Regions from separate parts of the Mus musculus genome. Here region 2 is linked to region 1. Evidence: chromatin contacts called from public Micro-C data. All regions are on one chromosome and are shown on one strand. The core of a region is the stretch at or near the end of the contact, and the rest is flanking DNA. Distances in the headings are between cores, read along the strand shown.

Region 1 (5,716 bases), core at 1,559-4,058:
TCCCATTCTCAGATTTCCCTTTTTCTTTTTTCCTCTTTCCTCCCTCCCTCCCTTCTCTGAGGTGCTTGTGCTCTGAAGTCTTGGAAGAAATGATTTAGTTTGTTTACACTGCTATAAAAATCAAGACCAATAGAAAAGTCATAAAATGAAGCGGGCTATCAATCACGCTGCAACATTGTTATTCAGTGGTTACTAACAGAGATGGATAATCCTTTGATTTTGTCCCATTGTTATTACTCTGATGTGTCTTCACATTAACTATTACACATTTATTTATCGACCTGAAAGATACAACAAAGCAGAATATACGAGCGAGTACATGTGAGGACGCCAGGCAAGGAAGGCAGCAGATACAGGGCTGCTGCGGGAGCGGGCACCAGCGCTTGTGAGCACACACTTGTAAGCTCGCGCCTGTTCTCTTCCCAGGTGACCTCTCAAGTCTCTCACTTAAGCAGCCAGGTCACCGCAGGACCGGACTTCTTAGACTCTTCTACCGAGCAGGCGACCGCTATTCCACCTTCTGTACTCCACCTTCTGGTTCCTTCTTTAGCCACTTGACTACACCTCTACCTGCCTTTCAGGCCTGAATACCCAGAAAACCCCTCCTTGGTAGTTTGAAACCCGGGGGCAGTCCCAGGTGCGTGCTCTTGTGCCAGGTCCAGAGCGTACAGTCCCGCCCTGGAAGGCTGAACTGTCCCCTCCTGCTGATCGCGGCCGAGTTGTCAAAATGGGGAGTGGGAGGTGTATAGAGAAAATCAAGCTGCTACCAGAGGGGCTCGGTTTGCTTTAGGGCTTGGGATTTCCCTTTCAGGAAAAACCGTTCTGGATAGCACACCAGGCGCTGGCCGAAAGCCCCCGAGGCTCCCAGGCGTGCTAGAGTCGCCTAGGCTCCTCCTAGAGCGCACCCCCGGCTTCGCGGCGCCCAGCTCCTGCTAGGCCCGGTTGGTACCCGCTGCCCGGCGGCCACTGCAGCCCCGCCAGGTCCCGAGCTGCGGAGTGAGCGTTCTCCGGCGCTCTGCGACACCCACGTAGCCCAGACCCTGCACTCACAAGCGAGTGTGCCCCGGTGCAGACGCGCGCACCCGGGTTGGGCACCGCAGGACTTTGAAAAGGGCTGAGGACGAGGAGGAAACAAAACTGCCCCAGAGTTGCTTCGCCGCCTCCTTTGTCTCCTTGCTCTTCCCTGTCACACACAGAGTAAAGGACACAGACACACACACACACACACACACACACACACACACACACACACCCTCGCATCTGCTCTCGGGCAGCATTTTCAATGTTTTGTGTAAGTCAATTGGGCGACGAACAAAAAAAGCCATTTGTTCGGTATTATTTAAAACAGACTTCAGAGGGCCACCCTTTGTGGAAGCTTTATTTGCACTAAATGAATAATCTTAATTGCATCACCCTCGAATTAAAAATCAATGTTAATCAAGTTGGGAGCAGTAAATATCAGTTTTCATTTTGCCTTGGGTAGAGGGCATTTTTCTTGTGTTGCAAATAAAAATACAAGTCAAATAACTTTAAAGGGGCATCATGTTCTGCTGCAAATACAATTGAAACGGATTGTTTGGGAGCAGATCAGAAACGGTACAGAATTTTGCACTTAATTTCCTCAGTTATCATTTACAATAAGAACCTCTGGGCTTGGCAGCCAAGTCTAAACAGTAGTAAATTAGTACAAATTTATACTGATTTTACTCTAATAATCGTAATAAAAGCTTATAGATTTGGCACTAATTACATAAATGCCTAATGATCTTGAAAATTACTCTGGTTAGAAATATATTACTAATCTAAACTTTGTTGTTGGCTGGCTCTGAAAAATCAGAACATTAGAAATGGTTCGCTTCACTTGTGCAAAAGCACTTTAAATTGTTCAAGTAGTTTAACACATCCAAGAGGAAAATAAAGAGCGGTTAACTTTATTTACTGCCTTAAGTGGCTTTGGTCGTCTAGCTGAACTTAGAAACTTTGACCGAAAGAGCAGGTTGGGACCTGGGTGAGAGTGTAGGCCTATCGGGCAGGTGGCCCTGGAACGCAGCTTCTGGAGTTCTGGAGGAAGGCTCACTTCATGAAGTCTCCCCCTCCCCCAAAGCGGACAGGGGACCTTGGCGGGGTGGTGGTGGGGGGGCAACTTCCTCTTTATTTTCTAGGCTTGCAATGGGATTGGGGCTCAGTAGGCCAGAGTCTGGGTCTCTAGAGAAGGCCTGCAGAACAGTGGCAGAAATTTAGGGTCGTTCTAGAGATGGTAGCTTGGCTGCCTGGTGAGCTAGGGCTTTGACTACCGCGGTCCAGTGTCCCCTAGCTGGCACGAGCAGGGGCAGCGGGGGCGCGGGTGCGGTGGGATGTGTGTGGGCTGGGGGTGGCGACTCTCAGGTCATGCAGAGGTCATGTCCTGCTTTGGTGTCTGAACTGCCCCCGTTCCAGGGACACCCTAGCTCTGATACACAGAGCCTGTGAAGCGAGCAAGGCAGGACAAGGAAAGGGGAGATGTGCCCGGAGAAAATCTCTGGGAAGAACTGACCGAGGCTCGGCCCAGAGGCCCAGGGCGAGGCCAAGGTGGCCGCTGCTGCTTTAGCGGCTGCTGGAGGCTGGAGCTGCCTGGGCTGCGGCCGCCGCCTCCTCCCGGCAGGCGCAGGCGGGCGGGCGGGCGGAGTGGGGGACTCTCCGGGCGCTGACATTTGCAGGCTGCCCTCCTGATTGGTCCCCTCGCCGAGCTGCTCACGGGTTCATTCATCTGTTAAGCACCTCCCCGTCTCTCTAAAGGACATTATAATGCAAGAAGCCCCCTTTTTAACCACAAACCGAATTTTCTTTCATTTAGGTGATCTATATATATCTATATCGTATAGCTTATAGCTTATATCTATTTTAAATAACTTAAAGCCGCTAAAATTTGGGGGGGAACAGCTTTCGCCCTGGAGCGGTGCGCGATGCTGTCTCACGCCGACCTCCTGGACGCCAGGCTAGGTGAGTGAGCGCCTCTCACCCGGGCAGCCAGGAGAAGCCGGGGCAGGAAATTGTCAATTTGTTCCTTATTTTACCTTAATGCGCCCTAAATGGACTAATTTCTTTAAAAGTAATTGTGCTGTATTAAAGTTTAATTTGATTTAACATCGTCTTAAAAAAAATCTATGGAATATGTAGATTCCAAAACAAAACGGAGTTGGGGATGCTGACACCTTTTTGTTTTTCTTATTTTTTTCTTTCTCTCTCCCCTTCATTATTAATATTATTATTTTTGGAAGGAGTTCTAGCCCGCGATAATTTGTTTGGAGGTGTTTCTCTCTTTTTCCACTCTTGTTTGCTTTGATTTGGAATTTCTTTCATCCCTTTTTCCCCTTCTTCCTTTCTATCATCACCTTCTCCTCTAAGTGTGCTTAAATTTGTTTTCTTTTTTTAAAAAAAAATCTTCTCCTTTGTGAAGGAGAAGCCGCTGTATGAAGGTGGATTTGCTAAGTGTGCTGGTTGAGAAGAAAAGCCCAACTCATCCTCTCGGGCATCCCTGCCTTCTACAAGGGACTCGGTGTTACCAGTGACGGGGAGGGACGAGCCGTTTATTTCTCGGGAGAGAAAAGTTGAATTCTCTAAAGTTTGATTCACTGTTATGGCTATAGAGTTTACTTAAATTTCTTTGAAGCTATCTGGGTTACCAAGTTCTGGGCTTCAGGCTTGGGGAGCTTTAGTGATGGATGTGACTCCGTTTCCCAAACACTTTCTCTGATTTGAGGGGGAGGCGGAGCTGATTTGGGCTTATTTTGAGAGGTGGAAGGCTTGGAGACATATTCATCTTCCGAAAGTCAGAGGGAATTGGCCAGAGTTCATTTAGCGCCTTTGCTCAGGAGGAGCAGCCTCCAAAGGCTCTCTCTTGATTTCTTTTTCTCCCGCACCACCCGACTAAGAATTTTCTCAAGGTTTCCTGGGACACCAGGGTTACAGTTAGTGAAAGGACTCGGGTGTGTTTCATTGTCAGGCCTGGGAGTGGTTTTTTTGTTTTTGTTTTTGTTTTGTTTTTTGTTTTGTTTTGTGGGAGACACGAAGGCCGGAGCTGTGAAGCACCAGAGCGGGCTGTGGAGAGAAGGAGGCCAGGAGATGCTATTTCAACCTAGCTGTCCAATTCCTGGGAAACCGGGCTGAGGACCAGGCAGTTTCCGCCTCGGGGCAAGCGTGGGCGCAGAGGGAGCGGTGGATGGGGCTGAAGCAGAACCTCTCAGGGAAGTCACCGGCTCCTCACGTCGCCAGGACAGTACTGATCGAGATCCCTTTCCCTCCTCAGGTATGAAAGATGCCGCCGAGCTTCTGGGCCACCGGGAGGCGGTGAAGTGTAGGCTGGGTGTGGGGGGCTCTGACCCTGGGGGTCATCCAGGGGACCTGGCACCCAACTCGGACCCGGTCGAAGGAGCCACTCTGCTGCCGGGCGAGGACATCACCACCGTGGGCTCTACCCCTGCTTCGCTGGCGGTGAGCGCCAAAGACCCAGACAAGCAGCCGGGGCCCCAGGGCGGCCCCAACCCCAGCCAAGCCGGCCAACAGCAGGGCCAACAGAAACAGAAGCGCCACCGGACACGCTTCACCCCAGCACAGCTCAACGAATTGGAGAGGAGCTTCGCCAAGACTCACTACCCCGACATCTTCATGCGTGAGGAGCTAGCGCTGCGTATCGGGCTGACCGAGTCGCGGGTGCAGGTAAGGCGGGCTTGGGCTCAGGGGAGGAAGGCAAGGAGGGAAGGGGAGGATTAGAGCACGGAGTAGGTATTGTGCTCTGCTGGGATCCCGAGCTGCGCGCTTGTTGTTTCTACGTTCCTGGGTCGGAGGATACCATACTCTGTCCAAATATTGGCTAGGATGATCACAGGCCCCCATGGACTTCCTCCATTGTAGCCCCATCCCTCATCTCAAAACTCCTCAAAAGCAGCCCGGTGTTATGGGGCTGCGGGGCCCAAGTCCAACTTCTTCCAACAAAGATGGGAACCTTCTCGTCTCCCCAGAAGCTAAGCCCAGCGCGCACCTTGCTCCAGCTCTATTGACAAGTGTTTCATTACCCCGTAATGAGTTTCTATTATGCATTTGGATAAATGGGGGGCATTTCATAATAATACAGGAAACAAGGAAGAGGAACCACAGTGCAGTTGGTGTCTTTAAAAAGCGGGGTGGAGTACTCAAACTTCCAGGTGTGGTTTTATTCTCTTAAAATATCACCTTCTTTCGTCTTACAGGCAAAACACCCTCAGCTTTGTTGTTTTCAAAGGCTTTTTTTGCCTTGGGTGATTTACGCGCAGGGACTGGCCGAAAATACTACACCACCTATGAAATTTGGGTCTTGAATTTTAATAAAATAATTAAGATTTCCCTTAAGGAGGAAAGCAGGAAATGAGCACTGTCTGTTGTGGATATTTGACCCAAAGAAGGAACTTTTCAGGCCAGAAAGCTTAAATTGTAATGGAGGAATTTGTTATTGTGCCCATATTTTATCCAACCACTTTCTAAATTGTAATTATATGAAATCTAGAAAATTTCACCTGTATCTCTTTTGAAAATTGGGAGAGAAAATATAAGATTAATAAACCCCAATTTTCTTTCTTGTTTCTTTTACAAAGACTGGCAATATGTACTATTTCATTGACAGGCGCCTTGAAGAAGCTTTGCGCTTGCCGAGAGCTATCCACGGTGCTGAAAATATTTTTCTCTCTACTTTGGACCTTTTTTC
Region 2 (5,716 bases), core at 2,237-4,736, 1.3 Mb after region 1:
ATTTTAGAACCAGGAAAGAGCAAACTACCCAACTCAGCCGATCTGTTTGTTTGCTTTATGTTGGTCAATTTGCCCAACAGTGTAAGCTGCCATGATAGGCAATGATTACAAACTGGCCCTCGATGTGCGGGGACTGTGATAAAGCCAAATGGCAGCTTCACATAGCATGAAGACATTTTCAGCAAGGGTTAAACAGTAATTTCAGCCTCTTGGTGCTCTCAGCTGTCTCAAGGAAGACCCTCCTAATTCAATCTGCTGCAAAATTTTATACTGGATTCTCAAGAAAAAGAAAATTTAAAAAGCAAAGAAAAAAATGTAGCCATGGGTGAAAACTGTATACAATTGAGGAGGGAGAGAGGGAAGAGAGCTGCCCCTTATGCTTGCAATCAAACCTAATCTAAAGGATGAATTTAAACAAGTATGTGCTCTGTGAACCTGTGTCAGATAGAAAGCCCAACAAACAGAACCAGGAAAACACACCGGTGGATTGAAGTTTCTCCCCTAAAGCAACTGAACAGACTCTAGAGAGCCGTTTCAATTTCACCATCCCAAGAAATCTACTGTTAGGTGTCTTAAGATGAACAAGACTGAGCTGCCCACGATGACACACTGACAAATCGGATGCTTTTATTCATAAAATAGTCTTCAACAAACTCATTTCAGAATGAGCGCTCACATTCCTAGTCATAAGACAATGGGTTTTCTGGCGATCATGTGACATGCGGCACAGTATGGCATCTTTTCAGTAATCACCCTGAGGCTGGGAACTGCATCTTGCTCTCTGAAGCATCATTCACATTTAAGAAACATAATAGAACAATCACCATTTTTACCTAAAATTTCTTAGGTTAATCTTTTGGTGAGGCCAGAGAAGTGAATTTCCCTGTCGTAGAGCCGTGAAGACAAATGTATTTCTCCACTACATCACCCAAAAGCAGCCAGATGTCCTCCAGACCCTTCCGACTGAGCCTGCCTTCTCCAGACAGCAGCTAATGACATTTGCGTTTAGAGTATCAGGGAAGGACTGTTGTCGGCGTGTGTCGACACTGAGCACCAAATTGCATTAAAGAAACGATGTAGGAAGTCTCCATACATTTTTTTTTTAAAGAAAACTATTTTCTTTTTCTTTTTCCTGGAAGGTGTTTATTTCATCCTTTCTTGTGCTTCCAAGGCTGTCTGATCACAACGCTGAGGAAATGAAGCCCTCCAAGGGCTGGTTTTCACTGTTCTTTGCTGTGGAGGATGAAAGCCAGCAGCTAAAATTCTAGCGGCCAATGACCATCTTTGGAGAAATAGGGAGCCAGATCTTTGCTTGGGTTTCTTGGTCACTACTACTCTCCCACTCCACTTTCTTCCCTGCTAGTCCATCTCCCTTATTCCTTTTGTCTCACATACTACAAATTTTGGGCTCATTCAGTCAAGGCATTTGCTATAGGCTTCCCAGAATGTATTTTAAATTAAAAAAAAAAAGATGGGATTTTTAATATTCTGTCAGGGAGTCCAAGATCAGCCAACAGTACTTTCAACACGAATTTTTATGGTTTAAAAAACCAAAGCGCCACTTTTTTTTCTAAGCCTTTCTCAAATCCCACTTAGATGCCAGGCCTCTGCCAAAAGCCTTAGGAAAGGATTGGCTTTAGAGAACCTGAGGAACTCAACCAAGAAAGCATTTGCTTGAAAAATTGGCCTGAGCACTAGGAAGCTTGCTAACATAAAATGAATGGACTCTGAAAGAACTGTCTTACTCCTGCTAAGGACAAAAAGTAAACTGAAAAGCGCCCCCCTCCCCGCCCGTTTTCTTAGTCAATCAGCTATGCAGGAAGGAAGGGAGTCTGACGGGAGAAAGGAACATCTGGGCATCCCTCAGAGACTTAAAAGATGTCTGGGCACCCGGGGGAATCCTGGTTGCTGAGACGACGCCTTCCCAGTGCTACCACTGCGGCACACTGCGGAGCTCTTTGCCTGCCTGCAGCCTCTGTATTGCCCGGCATCCCCTGCCACCCCTGCCGCAGTCTATCCTCCCACCCGAGTCCCTCCAGTCGCTGCCGTCTGCACAGGGCGCGCCACAGGGCATCCATCACTCCGGAGCCTTTGACGCACACACGCGCGCGCTCCCAGACAGGCTGGGTCTCCTAGCCCTCCCTCCACCGCGCCCTCCCCTTGCGGGGCTGTATTTGCATCACGCCCACACGTAGAGGGTGACGCGAGCGCCCCCCCCCCCCCGCTCCCATGGTCCAGGCGGTACTTCCAGAGCTGGTGACTCAGCTCCTCCCTCTCCGCCCCCGCGCGTGGCGGACTGAGGTTCCCGCACGCCCACAGAGATGCTCCTTGTATCTGAGGTGGGGTGCTGGCTTCCCCAGCCAAGTTCATCCCGGCATTCTAAAATCTTTCTTTCCTTCCTGGCCAGAGGCGTTCCAGTTCGCGGGAGAAAGTATTCTCGATTCTAGAGCCCAGTTGGAGAGGAAAAGTCCACCAAGAGAAGATGGTGACCTGTCGCCCATTTCCTCTTGTCCTTAAATTAGATACCTCGGTAGTAATTGTTGCTGCCATCATCATCATCATCATCATCATCATCATCATCATCATCATCATCATCATTGGGGACAGTCCCTCTCCTAAGAAATCCTCACTCTTAGATGCGCTTCGCTGCGCCCCTAGGCGCATAGTGGACGCTCGATAGGGTTTTGCTCAATAGAGGTGCAGTGTTGGAGAAGTGTTGATTCTTACAAAGGGCCACAGCAGGCTTTCCTGCTTTCAGCTTGTGTGTGTGTGTGTGTGTGTGTGTGTGTGTGTGTGTGTGTGTGTGTGTAAGAGTTTGAAAATTGACGGGTTTTCTGCTAGCCTCCCGCAGAGCCGACTGCGGCTCCCCGTGCTTTCCAACCACTTCTGCACATCTGCAGAGGGTTCCCCGCAGAAAAAGTTGAGCCAGAGGCTGCGGGGATGGCTCGCTGATAGTGGGCGCTCCCGGCTGCCTGTTTTGAATAGTCTCTCCAGCCCTCCCTGAAACTCCCCCACCCCTGCGCCCCCAAAGAAGTCGGGAGATGCCTGCAGCTGCCCACCCACCTGCCCTTGAATCCCGAACATAGCGCACCTTTAACCTGCCTCTGCCTAGTAAACCCGGGGCCACTCGACTGCCTCAGTGAGATTTCCTGCTTGCCATCCCAACACAGGTACCCAGCGGGCAGCCTGCCTCACCTGCAGCCGCTTTTCCCGGGCCAGAGCTGGCAAAGTTGCGCTAGTTGCGCTTCTGGAAGGCTGCAAAAAGTTCTCTGGTTACAACGCTGGGTCTCCCGGCACAGAAGAAAAACCTAGCACGGAACGAGCCCTTGCCACGGTTGCGGGGGACTCCTTACTCACCGTTTCAGGCGCCGGGGACCCCCTGCCCTGAGCCACCGCTCTGCACTGCAGCCGTCGCCTTGCGAGCACCCCTCCGCTTGCAGCCCGGGGCCGCCTCGGTCTGCCACTCTCTCCTGCAGCGCGCGCAGTGGTGACTCCTTTGAGCTAGTCGGCAGCGAGAGGAGGGGCGGGAAAGTGGCTCCCGGCGGCCACGCTGCGGTCCTCCTCCTTCGCCTCCTCCCTTCGGTGCTGCAGTGGCGGGCGGCGGCGTGGCTAGAGTACAAGCGATGCGCAGGGAGGGGGTTACGGCGCGCGGGGGAGGAGGGCGCTGTGCAAGGCTGGGCGAGCTCCCGGTATGATGCGGAGGTGTTGCTGCGGTTCGGGTCGGGGGTGGGGAGGGGTGCGGTGGGGGTTGGCTCCAAGTGGCAGGTACTTTTGGAGAAGTCAGAGCTCAGTTTGTAGCAGGAGGAGGAGGCGGGGTGGGGGGCGTCGATAAGGCACCCGTGCTGAATTAGTCACCGAGTGTGACTGTGCGCTGCTCGTTTGGCAGCCCCTTGGGTCGGGTCCATCAAAGCACAAGGAAATTGTTGATTGCTGGAGGCCAGTGCCTCGGGAAGGAGGGCTTTTGTTCTGTTTCTGAGCCTGGAACTGGTTAATTTTGACTAGGCTTTCCGTAAGTCAGGAGTAGCTGATCACCCCCGCCTACCCCCCAATCTCCATGCTAGCACACGAGACAAAACTTGGGGTGTAGCGGAAGGAACTCCACGTGCGGGATGTGTGTATGTGTCCCTAAACCAGGGAGGGCCAGGGAGCAGCCGGAACTCCGGGTGGGGGGATTTCTAGCATTTTTAATAGGAGAGAGAGAGAGAGAGAGAGAGAGAGAGAGAGAGAGAGAGAGAGAGAGAGAGGTGAGAATATTGCTCTTGTTCTCAGGAATGCCTTAGAGGGTGAGAAACGGCAACCTTAGCCTCACCTTAGCGCTGGGGCTGGACTATACCAACTGGAACTCATCCTGGAGAGACCACACCCAAGTATCTACTCCGTCTTGGCAGGGCAGAGCGTCATCCTGTTACCCATCCGCTCATCGGAAGGGACAAAGTGGGAAGCCAGACATCCTCATAAAGTAGACCCTACCAGCTCCGAGCTCTCGTGAAACTCGTGTACTTTGGAAGCTCCCCGACCCCCGGCAGGTGCCCGCCGCGCAATCATTACCCTTGTAATGGTAACCCCGAGGAGCGAGACAAAGCGAGGCGCTGGTGGGAGCTGCAGTGGGTAGATCTCTCACACAATCTCTCCCTGGATGAGTTCATGCGAGAGTAAATAGCCTGAAAGATTGAATAGGTGGCTAAATGCTTGGCTGTGCCGATACATAAGTAAACAATGCATGTAAATGTTTGTGTTGCTGGAGAAGAGCAGCCGGGCTCTTCAGAGATCCAGGCGGTCTGGAGGCTCTCGCTAAAGAAGCTGGTGGGGACCACGTGGACCGCCTGGGACAGATAACTCCAGCTTGCTATAATCCGTGTGTGCCACAATTCAAGATGAGATGAAGAGAGGAAAATGGAACCAGCCTCCAACCTCTGGCTGCCCCTCCTTGCTGCTCTGGCATTCCGAGACTCAGGATTCCCAGGCCCTGTTGAGCCTACAGTTTCTGGACCGATCTTTGAAAAATCCATCTGGATTGTGTGTTTTGCTTAAATGCTTTGCGGTTTGTACCACTTACTGTGGTGCTGTGAGATGAATGATTGGAATGGTTAAAAATTAACCCACTCATTTAGACATCCTTCCTGTGCATTCTTACTTAATAAACAATTATTTGGGGTAAAACATCTGTGTTGCTACCAATGTAAGATACCATGTAGGCACAGGTGTGCTCCAGCATCGGTGTGAAATTTTTAAAAACGTAAATCGTATCTGGATCTATGTGGCGTTGCAAAAGGTGCTGGTAATTCATTTACTGCCCTGATGGATACCTCTTTGAGGGCGTGCCAGTAATAGTTGCATAGTAATTTATTATTTCTCCAAATGATGGATGTATAGAGAACAATGAGATGAACCTTAAAAAACAAAACAAAACAAAACAAACAAACAAAAAACAGTTAACACACTTCCTGGTATGGGACTCTTCCTTCAACCAGTTCTTGTGGGGTCCATGGACTCTCACAGGGTGAGTGGACTTTCTAGCTCTGGATTTTCCCTTCTTGCTACATTTGAAGATAACAGCTCCTGTAGTTCCCCTAGACAGAGCTGAGCTATATATGGCATTTAAACATTGTGTCTTTGAAGTACAGGGGTTTCCTTTGGTGATGATGAGGGAGGGAGATAGCTTTCATTGGTCCCGCTGAGCACACTTACTAGCAAGTGTCAGCCATTTTTTCTCTTC

Evidence for each region. Hi-C and Micro-C count contacts between places; a contact is called where the count stands out from the background.
Region 2: a contact with region 1 is called in a Micro-C map of embryonic stem cells, with 11 times the contacts expected there. The contact joins the promoter of Sv2c here to the promoter of Otp in region 1. A contact is called at or near these places in 2 of 39 promoter capture datasets (embryonic stem cells and maxillary cranial neural crest) and 3 of 484 Hi-C or Micro-C datasets (all in embryonic stem cells).

Annotation. Positions count from the first base shown.
Region 1 is chr13:94,872,828-94,878,543 of GRCm38.p6, forward strand. It overlaps Otp (orthopedia homeobox), which reads left to right and starts at 2,809. Exons shown (of 3, transcript NM_011021.4): 1 at 2,809-2,979; 2 at 4,286-4,695. The coding sequence starts at 2,943.
Region 2 is chr13:96,129,091-96,134,806 of GRCm38.p6, forward strand. It overlaps Sv2c (synaptic vesicle glycoprotein 2c), which reads right to left and starts at 3,487. Exons shown (of 13, transcript NM_029210.1): 1 at 3,358-3,487. Gm29543 (predicted gene 29543) reads left to right here and starts at 3,635. Exons shown (of 2, transcript NR_167969.1): 1 at 3,635-3,689; 2 at 4,270-5,160.